Regions from separate parts of the Muntiacus reevesi genome. Here region 2 is linked to region 1. The links are chromatin contacts, called in public Hi-C maps. All regions are on one chromosome and are shown on one strand. The core of a region is the stretch at or near the end of the contact, and the rest is flanking DNA. Distances in the headings are between cores, read along the strand shown.

Region 1 (5,833 bases), core at 911-3,410:
TCTCAGGATAGCTCTAAAGAGCCAACATAGCTTGGCAGAGGTTGTACTCCAAAACAGACAGGAGATAGATTTCCTGATCCCTAAACAAGGAGGGATTTGAGTCATCTTGAGTGAGATGTGTTGTTGCTGGGTAAATACCTCCAGCCAAGTTAAAGAAAGTCTCACAGTCCTCAAGAAAAACATTCAGATCCTACAGGATCTCAAAATAACGAGCTGAAAAGTCCTCAGGGTGGCTACAATCTCTCCTTGGGGGATCCTTCTCCTGGCAAAGGGGAATTTGGAGTTGGCTAATGCCCCTACTAACCCATGTTATCACCATATTAATGCTGCTTATGATTGCTCCATGTATTAGCAATTGCCTAACCTATTTTATCTGCCCAGGTCAACAAGCTACAACATGCAAAGCCAGTTCAACAAGGATATAGAAAACTACAGCCAACCACAGAAAATATCACTCACCCTTAGATGGACACTGCTATAAGGACTCTGAGGTTTGAGATTAGCAAGAGAGGGAGGCCCAATGCCCCTCGTCATCCCAGCTCAGCAGGAAGTAGCCAGAAAGACCTTGATGCCCCTATTCCCAAAGAATTGGGCCTCCCATCTCTTGAGGGGGGATTGTTAGGTAGGTAGAATAGGAAAAAAGAGTCCAAAATGACAGTGGCTAAAAGACAAAGAAAGGAAAAAGCTCGTGAAAATGGAACAAAAGAAAATCCGAGGACCAGACTGAGCACCACAGGTAAAACAAACAGACCTCCTGGCTAGCCCAATTTATATAGGACAGACTCAGGGAGAGGAGACAAAACATTTTTATAAAAACAGGAGCCAAGATTGAGCCTCTCTCCTTTTTGGGTCAGCCTGTCTTCACACCTCTAGGATGTACTACCCTTTGCTCCCCAAAGAAAACTGGACTGTAACAAAGCTGTAACACTGATCCACCATTTCAAATCTTTACATTGAGACAGAACTGAGAAAATTACACACTCCTCCAACAGTTGGGAATAAAACAAATATCCATATTGATATAAATAAATGATGTTATAAACAAATTTAGGGAATGAAAATCTTCCCTTATAGAAGATTTCCAATTAATAAAGAAGAAAGAGGTGAAATCTTAAATCACCAATTGGAATACCACAGTAATAACTGTTGCATGCAAGATCCACATATGAAAGATAAAAGTAGTGGCCAAAACTCTAAGTAGAAAGAGTATATCTGCATAACCTCAAAGGTTCTCAACCCAAATTCACTACTAAATGTGGCAGTTTAAAAATATCACCCTAAATTTGAGATGCAGCTTATTACTGCCCCCTGCTGAGTGCACTGGACTTCATAACCAGTGTCTACACTGGACTTCTAAGCATAGATTGGAAAGTGAAAAATCCTAACGATACTGGAGAAACTTGTCAGACTTGACCTTAACGAAGTAACCAAGGGTAATATAAGTTATGTTGATAATCGTGTGTCCCCTCATATATATAAAAGACACATCCTCTCTGTGATATTTCTAAAAATTTAAAACCTTAGTCCAATCAGGAGAAAATATCAGACAAACTTAAATTCAGGGACACTCTTCAAAATATGTGATCACTATTCTTCACAAATCTGAAGGTAATAATAGACAAAGAAAGACCAGAAACTATTATAGATTGGATGAGACCAAACAGATGTGATGACTAAACGTACTGTGGTATCCTGGATTGAATCCTAGCTCAGTAAAAAGCGCATTAATGGAAAAACGAATAAACTCTGTAGTTTCATTAGAATTGTACCCATATCACTTTCTTAGTTTTGCTAGATGTACCACGGTTTTGCAAAATGTTAACAATTAAGGGAAACTGGGTGAAGAGTATATGGGACCAATCAGAGCAGCTTAGTTATTAAAAAATTTTAAATAACGTTGACCAGAAAGAGTTAACTACATATTCTTTTATGAAAAGTTCATCATCAACTAACAGGCTCTTATGATTATAGTGTGTTAAAAATATCATGAGAATGCCCACATAAAATAATATATATTTGGTTCCAGGGAAAACATAGTTGGTTTGGAGAGATGAGAAAGTGCTTTCTTCCTTAAGTTTGAATATGAACAGTTTCGCATATATGAACAATTTTTATTAATAATGAACTGCTAGGTCGCTTTTTTCCTCATTCTAGAGAACGACTATGCTGCTCACAGGTATCATTTTAGTTTACATAAATTTGCTGTCTAAACTGCCAGAAAATAAGTTTACCAAAACTAAAATAACATCTGTTCACGTTCATAAATATAATTAAGTGTACCACTTTTCTTGATGCGTCTAGTCAAAAATGCACACTGCTTTGACGTACATCTGTGGGACACGGACAGAATCCAGGGTTCAGGTAGCAGGAATGAGTATAACAGATAGTAACCTCTCAGTTCAGTCAACAAGGCAGAAACTCTCCAGCTTACTTCTAGAGTGGGCATGGTGTACAGTTTGAAAGATAATCTTAAGAAACATACTGAACAATTTCTGTGCCGGAACTCATCCTAAGTGCTTTTACAAGACAAACATCCCAAATCTTCATAAAAAACCGTTAGTTAGGTACTGCACTACTATTAGCTTACTTTTAAAATGTATGAGTGAGGCATGCTTCTAAAGGTACGGCCACTTTTCCAACGCAAACTACCAGGAGCTAAGATCCAGGTCGCTGCTACCGCGCCACGCCGCGCCGCGCCGCTCCCTCCCTCTGCGCATGTGCATCCCCGCCTTCTCCTCCTGGCTCGTCCTTCCGCGGCCTCCAGCCCCTCGTGGGAAACAATCCCTGGCCTCCAGGTCCACGGGCGAGGGAGCTGCGGGTGAGCCCCGGAGGGTGGGGGCAAGGGCCGAGCGGGCTCCGCGCGGCTGGGAGAACCGGCCGAGGCAGCGGTGTCGGGTGGTGGGTTGGAGCCCCGCGAACACTGCGCGACCGCGGGAGCCTACAGCATCTGCAGAACTGAAGGGACGGCAGGCGAGTGCGCTTCTGCCTTAAGGGGCCAGAGTTCCGTGTGGGAACGCGGCCTCTCAGGCTCACTCGGTCTGCAGGTGTTCCGCCCCTCAGCGGAGCGGGAGGCGCTGTCCTGTGGCCGCGGGTGGGGAGTGCGCGTGCGTGAAGTGTGCGCTGGGCCCACGGGGGTGGGGGGCGGGTAGGAGGTGCGGGGAAGAGCGATTGCGCCTGTGCGACTTGTTTTTGCGCACTTCACGTAGTGACGTATGCGTCTCTCCTGCGCCGCGCTTACAGGGAGCCGGGAGGCTGTAGGAGAAGACCATTGTCTCCCGCAGGGCCCAGGAATAAATGAATTTCCTGGACCAAATTGCCGCCTAGAGACTTGGTTTTCTTATCTGTAAAATGCAGACCTCTAGAGTGCTTGCCTCTTTGGGTTGTTTTGAGCGCCCACGTTTTGTCAGCTGCTGTTAGTGTTTGTTCTGTATAGGCAGCTGGAGCTTGGACCCCTCAGTTAAGTCGTTTGTGAAGTGGATTGGAAGGGGCTGGATCACCTAGCCACCAAAGCCTTTTCTTGGCTCTGTTAACATTACTCAGATCCTAAGTTTTTATTTGTTATATCTTCATTTGTTATTTGTTGTATATAATCATGACACGGTGTCCTGAAGCCATCGAAGGCTGTGTGATGGTGGAAGGTCTGAGACAAATTTAAGAAGAGAGAGGTGAGCTGGAGATGAGCGGGGTGGGCACACAGGCTACACAGGAAATGTCACCTCTTTAGAGATTTGTGAAGCCATGTTTGGGGTTGAGAGGCTTACCATCCATAGTTAAAATTCTGTCGTTATCCGTCCCTAACACCTCTTCCTTTCCTAATTCTCCTAATTCACTCTTCGCTGAGGTCAGCCGCCCTCAAGCAGTGTTCCGTTGTTGATGGCATCCAGAGAAATGCTGAGGTTCCTGCTCCCCGTTGCCTCAGACATACAGAATGGTAGTGCAAACAGGTCCTTTTTGGGTTGTCAGTTTCTTATTGAAAGATGCAAAAAGAAATGAGCCCGAGAAGATGACTGGCTCAGATCATGCAGCTTGTTAGTGACAGAATCACAATTGAAAGTCAGGTCTGCAGATTCCTGGGCCACAGCCCATTTTGTCATTTTGTTAGGTCAGAGTTAGCTTTTTATTAAAAGATCGTTTTGAAAATTGTAAGCAGCTTAGAACTAACTTTAAAAAAAAAAAAAAATTTTGCCTTAAACACTCCCATCCCTTTTTCAGAGGTTTCTTTGATTATCCGATCTCATAGGATTAATGGTGGCAGCAGATGAGAGTCAGATAGGACTTAGTGACTAAACAACAACAGTAAGAACCTCAGTTTTGACAACTCCCTAGTGTATCCTTTTAGTTTACTGTTCTGTGTTAAGCATCCTCTCATGTTTTTAATTTTTCTGTGTCACAAAACCTAAATTGGTAATAAATCTTCCCAACCCAGGGATCGAACCCAGGTCTCCAGCATTCTTTACGGATTGAGCCACCAGGGAAACCCGGGAATAAATCAGTAAGAAGCAAATGTTTACATTCACTCAGTGAAAAGTATAAGGTCTAAGGTCAACATAAATGGGAGCCACACATGAGCAGGTAAGTGTCTTGTGTGTGGAGCTGTGTAGGCTAGTGAATCCAGAAACTACAGAACAAGCCAAGTTCTTACTTCCTTCTTTCTCCCTCAGCTCTCCCTCCTCCACTAAGTGAAAAATGAACAAATCCCAGGTGAGTTTTTTTTTATTCCCACTTTATCTAAAATGAGTTTTCTAAAGTTTTTAAAGCTTTATTAAACCGTGTGTCAGCTCATTTGTGTTTCTAGCTTCAGTTGCAGATAGTTCTGGCTTTTGTTTCTGCATTTCCATTTAAATTTCAACCTAATACATGCAGTCTTGTTCCTTCAATACTTCTCCACCTGAATCATTTCTGGAAGAAGCTACCAAATTGTAGTCAAATCCAGTTTTTGTCTTTGTCTTAGTCTTACCGGACCCTTTTGCAGCATTTGATACTATTATGCATAGTCTGTTTTGAAAGTCTCCTCTTGTTGTCTATAATGCTATGCTCCTAGTTCTCCTTTTCCTAACTTCTGTGCCTCATGAAGTTGCCTTTGCCTTTTGCCCCAACATTGCTTATCCCTGGGTTTATTGCTTATCCATTGTTTCTCTGTTCTTAGACAACTGCCCTTCTCAGATACCTATTTTTCCTAACAACTTTTGTCTTTAAAAATTAAAATACTTTAAAATTGTTAGTATATTAACATGGTTTTTAAAAAATTTAAGTGATAGAGAGAAAGTAAAAATTTACATCCCTTCCTCTCTGTACCTTAGGCTTCCTCCAGGTCGGGTGACATTTATTTCTCATCTAAACTGTGTCACTTTCACTGAGAGTGAGAGAGGTTTTATTAACAATTATGCTGTAACAACTGGCATATATTGGGACAGTCCCAGATGAACTGCAGTGTATTGTCACTCAGCTATAGGTATACATTATTTCTGGTTTTTTGTTTGTCCTTCCAGTGTTTCTTTATTCAGTTGAAAGAAAGTTTGTGCCCTCATCTTTTATTTAAAAGGGAATCTATTATAATTGGGCTTTTTAAGTTTAGATGCACCTGTACATACTTGGCAACGTCTTAAATGCAGATTTTAATTCAGTAGATCTGGGTGGGGCCTTGGAACATGCATTTCTAATTAGATGGAGCTAGATCTGGGTGGGGCCTTGGAAGTGCATTTCTAATTAGATGGACCTGATTCTGCTGCTCAGAGAACCACACTAAGTAGTGAGTCTAAACACTGTTTCCCATTCTTTCTTTCTTTTTATTGGTTGCTTTTTTCAGTTCTTTTTTCAGCTTGTCCCAGGGACT
Region 2 (5,833 bases), core at 2,290-4,789, 130 kb before region 1:
CTCTTGATGAAGATGAAAAAAGAGAGTGAAAAAACTGGCTTAAAACTCAACATTCAAAACCAAAGATCATGGCATCTAATCCCATCAATTCATGGCAAACAGGTGGGGGAAAAGTGCAAACAGTGGCAGATTTTATTTTCTTGGGCTCCAGTGACTGCAGTCACGAAGTTAAAAGATGCTTGCTCCTTAGAAGAAAAGCTATCACATACTTAGCATATTAAAAAACAGAGCCATCACTTTGCCAACAAAGGTCCATATAGTCAAAGCTATGGTTCCAGTAGTCATATATGAATGTGAGAGTTGAACCATAAAGAGGGCTGAGTGCCAAAGAATTGAGGCCTTCAAATTGTGGTGATGCAGAAGACTCTTAAGAGTCTCTTGGATTGCAAAGAGATCAAACCAGTCAATCCTAAAGGAAATCAGTCCTGAATATTCATTGGAAGGATGGATGTTGAAGCTGTAGCTCCAATACTTTGGCCATCTCATGCAAAGAGCTGACTCATTGGAAAAGACCCTTATGCTTGGAGACTGAAGGCAAAAGGAGAAGGGGGAAACAGAGGATGAGACGGTAGGATGGCATCACTGACTCAATGGACACGAGTGTGAGCAAACTCCGGGAGATAGTGAAGAACAGGGAAGCCTGGTGCACTGGGGCCCATGGGGTCACATAGCATCCTACTATTGCGACTGAACAACTGCCGGGCCAGCCGGCTAAGGAACAGGTCGAGGACGCAATCACCAGAGCACCTGAAAAAAGAAAGACTAGGAAAGATGGGGTTGAGAGGGACGGAGTCAGCTCGTGACTGATTCCGACAACTTTATTGAGGGGTAACATACATACATATGCTCACAGGACTCACCAAATTTTAGATCAAAGACATGCATACATGCAGAACTGCAGACACTAGTTTTAGCTCATGAATTTTATCTCAACTCTTTAAGACTAGCAGAGGATGGCACTGGCGTCTTACAATCAGTTAAAGATTCACAGGAGCTTGATAATCTTGTCAGAGTCAGGAGAATGGGCAAATGGTGGCTGCGGCAATTTCCTTGAGGCAGGTGAGAAAGGCCAATTTGCACTTTAATAAATCAGGGGTGGCGGGACAGAGAGAGACCCTTTTGATCTCTCTCAGGGCCTAGAAGGGGCCTGAGCAGTCAGGCCGGCTCCCCGCAAACAACAAAAAAATATGATCCAGCAATTCCACTTCTGTGCATATATCTGGATAAAAACTATCAAAACTGTAGTTCCAAGGGAACTATGTTGGTTTTTATGACAAATCAAAGAAAGAAGTCAGGATGAGGCTACTTTTGAGGACGGGAGTGGTAATAGAGAGAGGTCCCTTAGGAGGGACTTTAGATGTTGATAATATTTTGTTTGAATTCTTGGTGTTTATATGGTTATCTTCACCTTTTTTTTTTCCTGGTAATTCATCTGTTACTACAATTATACGATGCACACTTTCATATAGTTTGGTGAAAGGTGTCAGATCAGGGTGATGTCTCCTAGGTGGTCCTCCTCCTTGTTTCAAAAGAGTAGTTTCAGTCCTGTGGTGTGCAGTTGGTACCTGAGCCCAAAGCAAAAGTTCACTTTATCTAAAGTCTTCACCAATGACTTCAAACTGCCACTTATCTTGGAATTTATTGACTTCTAAAATATGAAGCTGGGGTTTTCAGTAAACTTGGGCCAAACTCACTGACTAGGCACAAAACATAGTTTAAGAAGATCTAGATACTGGAGAAATGCAGAGAAACTCAAGTGCTCTGAAGAGACACCAAAATTGCTGACCATAAAATGGCCACATAAATAGCATCATTCTACAAATTTACTCTACCATCATTTCCTGGGACCTGTCAAGGAGAAATCACTGGGGTAAATAGTATGAAGAAAATAAAATTGGGGAAATTTCTATGTGGGTTTTTACTTAAGGTGGTAATTTCTAAAAGGAATGAAACTTGAAACCTGTAGACAAAATAGTGTTTCATGTTCATTTTAAGATTTCCTTGATGTCCGGTAATATAACAAAGTTTTCATATACATAGTAACTAATTGTACTTTCTTACGATTACATTTCAGTGTTTCTAAGACATGCTTTTTGTCATATTTTAACAACTTTGAAATTGGATTTGTAATGTATCTTAAAGTAAAGGGCTTGTCATAATTTAACTGTCTCTCTCTATATATATTTGCAATAGTAAATAGAATACTGAAGCATCTGGCAGTTCCCTGCATTGTAGATTGTATGAAAATCTGCAACAGGATATTCTTTTTCTATTTTTATTGCATATTGGATGCTCATCTTTCAATTAATTTGTGAGTAGTTTATCCACGAGGGTTAAATCTGTGTCTCATAATCATTCAATATACTTTCTCAGTCTGTGATTTCACCTTGTTATATTCTTTGCTGTTTCTGCTTTTTGTTTCATACTATATCAAATTATGTCCTTTAAAACTTCTTATTTATATTCTAAGTAATTGATGGTTTGCCTTTTAACTTTACATGCTGAATTCATGTACCATATTAACCTTATTTTCTCAAATCATTAACTGAATATTCCAAACTATTTCCAGTTTTAAATAACAATTTTAACATATACTCAATTCTTATGTATTTGGATCTGTTTCTATTTTCCTTTGAAGCCAGCACCAAATTTTAAATTATGTTTACAATAATATGCATTTCCAATACAATTTCGTACCTATTCTTTTGAGATTATGCATTTTCTGGTGAAGTTTAAAATTACTTGTCAAAGAAAACAAAACCAAACTCTTAGAAAAAGAATTGTCATTTGACTGAAATTAAGTTTTATAGAGTTTCCTGTAAGAGTAAATACAAATATTAAAAAATTGAATTTTCCCTGGTTCAAAAGGGGGGAAAGATTTTCTTCCCCTCTTTTCTTGGAGCATTTCCTTGTTAAAACTTGTAATTGCAATCCTTTTTCTGTCCCTTTGAGATGCATGCAAATCTTTTTAAAAAGCAAACAAACCTCTTGTTAGTTTTGCCACCCAGGAATACCTTTTTTAAAAGGCCTCGGAACAATGTCTTTGAAATGTAAACAAACATCAAGGAAGATAGCACCCTATCTCCCCCGTCTCTGGTTAACTCCCAGGCCCTTCGCTTACAAGTTGTAGCTACTTATTTGTCACAGACATACAAGAAGCTTAACTTTTCATCTGGATAAAAGCAATTTACTAATAGAGATGGCCACCCCAATTACCATGTGAATTTAGGATGAAAGATAAAAGTGAGAAAACTTGACACCATTTACTACGCATTGTTCATCCCCCTAGCTTCGAGTACTATCTTTAAATATTACTATCGCTATTCATCGCACTACCTCACGGTAGTTTCCTGTTTTCCAATCGCACACTGGGGATGGCCCCTCTAACCCGCGGCCACCGCGAGTAAAGAAAGGACCAGCTCAGATCGCGGGAAGAAGCCGATTCTCGTGACGTCACCCAAAGTGGAAGCGCAATTCCCGAGTGGGGCGCAGAAGCCTTCCGCGCATGAGCAATTCCACCTCCTTTCAGTAGTCGCCATTGTCCACCTCACGCCCCCGGGGGGAGAGGACTCAAGAGCCTCCGGGTCCGCTGGGCGCCGCAGAGGGCGGGCCTGAAACCTGCGCGGGCCAGGAGCGGAGGCCGAGCCCCTGCAGGTGTGTCGGAGGCCTGGCTGCAGGCGCTAGGCCGGGTTGGGGGGAAGCCGGTTTCCGCGGCTGCGCCAAGTCGGGTACTCTGGCAGCCGACGGCCGCCCCCCTCTGCGCGCCGGACTGCCCTTGGAGGAGGCCTGGGGAGGAGGCCAGGCAAGGGGCCTGGCGGAGGGACGGTTGTCTGCAGCCCCGTTCCTCCTCAGGAGCCGCGTTTCTCGACCTGCGTGGAAGGGGTGGCTGGAGGAGGCCTGGGGCGCGCGCGAGAACGGCTGATTGTGACGTGGATCCCAAGCCAGTCACGTCCGCGCCGGCGCGTGGGCGGCGCTGGCTGCTGGGGACGTGGCGCTGTGAAACCAGACGGATCTGGGCTCAGCTCCAGAGCCCGCCGGTAAATGCGCAGGTTAATCTGGGTAGAACCCGGGTACTCATCTGTAAGAGTACAATAGCCTTTAGGGTCGTTTCTTGTATTCAATAGGGTAGTGTATATGAAGTATGATAAGGCTTCAATAAAGGTGAGCTGCTTTTCTCATTATGCTGTTCTTTTCATTATTGGCTCATTTAATAATAAGCATCCTTTGAATCGGTATTAACCACCTCCATTTAATAAATACAGGTACTAAGGGTTCAGAAAGAGAAGCTGGCTTAGCCGTCATTAGCAGGTGGGATTTAAATTCTGATTTGTTTTACTTTGTATTCATGCAGTTTCCCACCCTAAAGTTTTATTTAATACAGTGATTGTCCCTGAGCACCACCAGCGTGTCGTGGATCTAATCTTACTTTCCAGTATTCTGTTTTCCTTAAAACTCCTGGGTAAAAGGCCCTTCTGCATTCTCTGACCTGTGTATTCTCAGATGACTGTTAGATATGTAAATTTAAACCATAGTTGAAACCCTGAATTTTAAGTTTTACTGGAGAAGATAAGAATCGTATCCAAGCCAGGTCGGAAATGGGACAGACTTTTTAAAAAGATGTAAATTGCGATTTCATCCATGCTCCACATAATGAAGGTGATATCATAAGGCCTCTGATTGGATGGTGCACTAGACTTAGTAAGTAGGCGTTTTGTAAGTACCAGGGCAGCTGGAAGTGGTGTCCTCTGCATATGGGAGGGACCTCACATTATGGCATCTAGTTAGCTTTTGCTCCCTACATGACGTGCCTGCTTGGGGGTTATGGTGCCAAATTGTTATTTTAGAAGCTAAATTTGTGTCACTGTGAACAGATTAGATGGCCGTGTCAGAATTCATCAAGGCCTATCTGCACTTTGTTTGCTCTAGGCCCCAGTCCAAGGTTGGAGGGGACAGTGCATTCCCCGGTTCTATTGTATCTGTGGTGTTGAATTGAAGATTTACAGACTTAGAATAGTACATGATTGTTTAAAATTACCTAATTCCTTCTCATGTTAAAGATAAAAGCATAGAACTAAGATCGTGACTAGGTTTATTCATAGAGCTTAGCATAGAGCTGGAGCTGACAGCGCGCCTCCCTGTCACTATACCATTTGTAGTCAAAACAAAGTTTTTGAAAAAGTGATTTTGGAGAAAATGAAATTTAGGAAGAAGAAACATCCTATTTTTGAGAGCTTTGAAGACTTTCTAACGTTGTGGGGTTTATAATATTAATAGGCAAAATTGTTATGATATGTAACTTAAAGCTTTTCCATATTAATAGATATTTCTCTTTACAAACATTGTAATGCCAGTATAGGATTCCATACCCTGGATATATATTATATACCTTGATTAACTAATCTGCTATTATTGGACATATAAGTTTTCAATTGTTTGTATTATTTAGTAATGGACACATAAACAGCCAACAGGAAAAACATGTTTAGATTAAAAAATGTCCAGATTCATCAAGATTATATGAGTCACCAGTGGACAGGTGGGTACTCCTTTATCGTGGTCCTTCTTATTGCTTCTCATGGCTCAAAGGGACATTTTCCCAGAGGTTTATCTTCTACTAAAATGTTGTATGTAAATTTCTCACAGGTGATCCTGACTTCAAGATAAGGTCTCTTAGGACTTCTGTCTTTCAACTTTCCCAATCCTGACTTCATAGTTTCTATAGTTTCCATTAGCAGCAGAAAATGAACAAGTACAGGGTGAGTCATTTATTTACCTCTTTCTTTATTTCACTCTGTATATGTTTTCAGTGAGTTTTATGAAAGAGAGCCCATAT

Evidence for each region. A called contact is a pair of places that touch in the nucleus more often than the background predicts.
Region 2: a contact with region 1 is called in a Hi-C map of muscle, with 4 times the contacts expected there. The contact joins the promoter of LOC136157209 here to the promoter of ZNF248 in region 1. A contact is called at or near these places in 2 of 3 Hi-C or Micro-C datasets (blood and muscle).

The regions. Positions count from the first base shown.
Region 1 is chr2:81,209,543-81,215,375 of mMunRee1.1, reverse strand. It overlaps ZNF248 (zinc finger protein 248), which reads left to right and starts at 2,160. Exons shown (of 6, transcript XM_065922232.1): 1 at 2,160-2,818; 2 at 4,427-4,572. The coding sequence starts at 4,552.
Region 2 is chr2:81,339,688-81,345,520 of mMunRee1.1, reverse strand. It overlaps LOC136157209 (ral guanine nucleotide dissociation stimulator-like), which reads right to left and starts at 3,539. Exons shown (of 7, transcript XM_065919200.1): 1 at 3,389-3,539. The coding sequence starts at 3,539. ZNF25 (zinc finger protein 25) reads left to right here and starts at 3,341. Exons shown (of 6, transcript XM_065922239.1): 1 at 3,341-4,037; 2 at 5,644-5,756. The coding sequence starts at 5,742.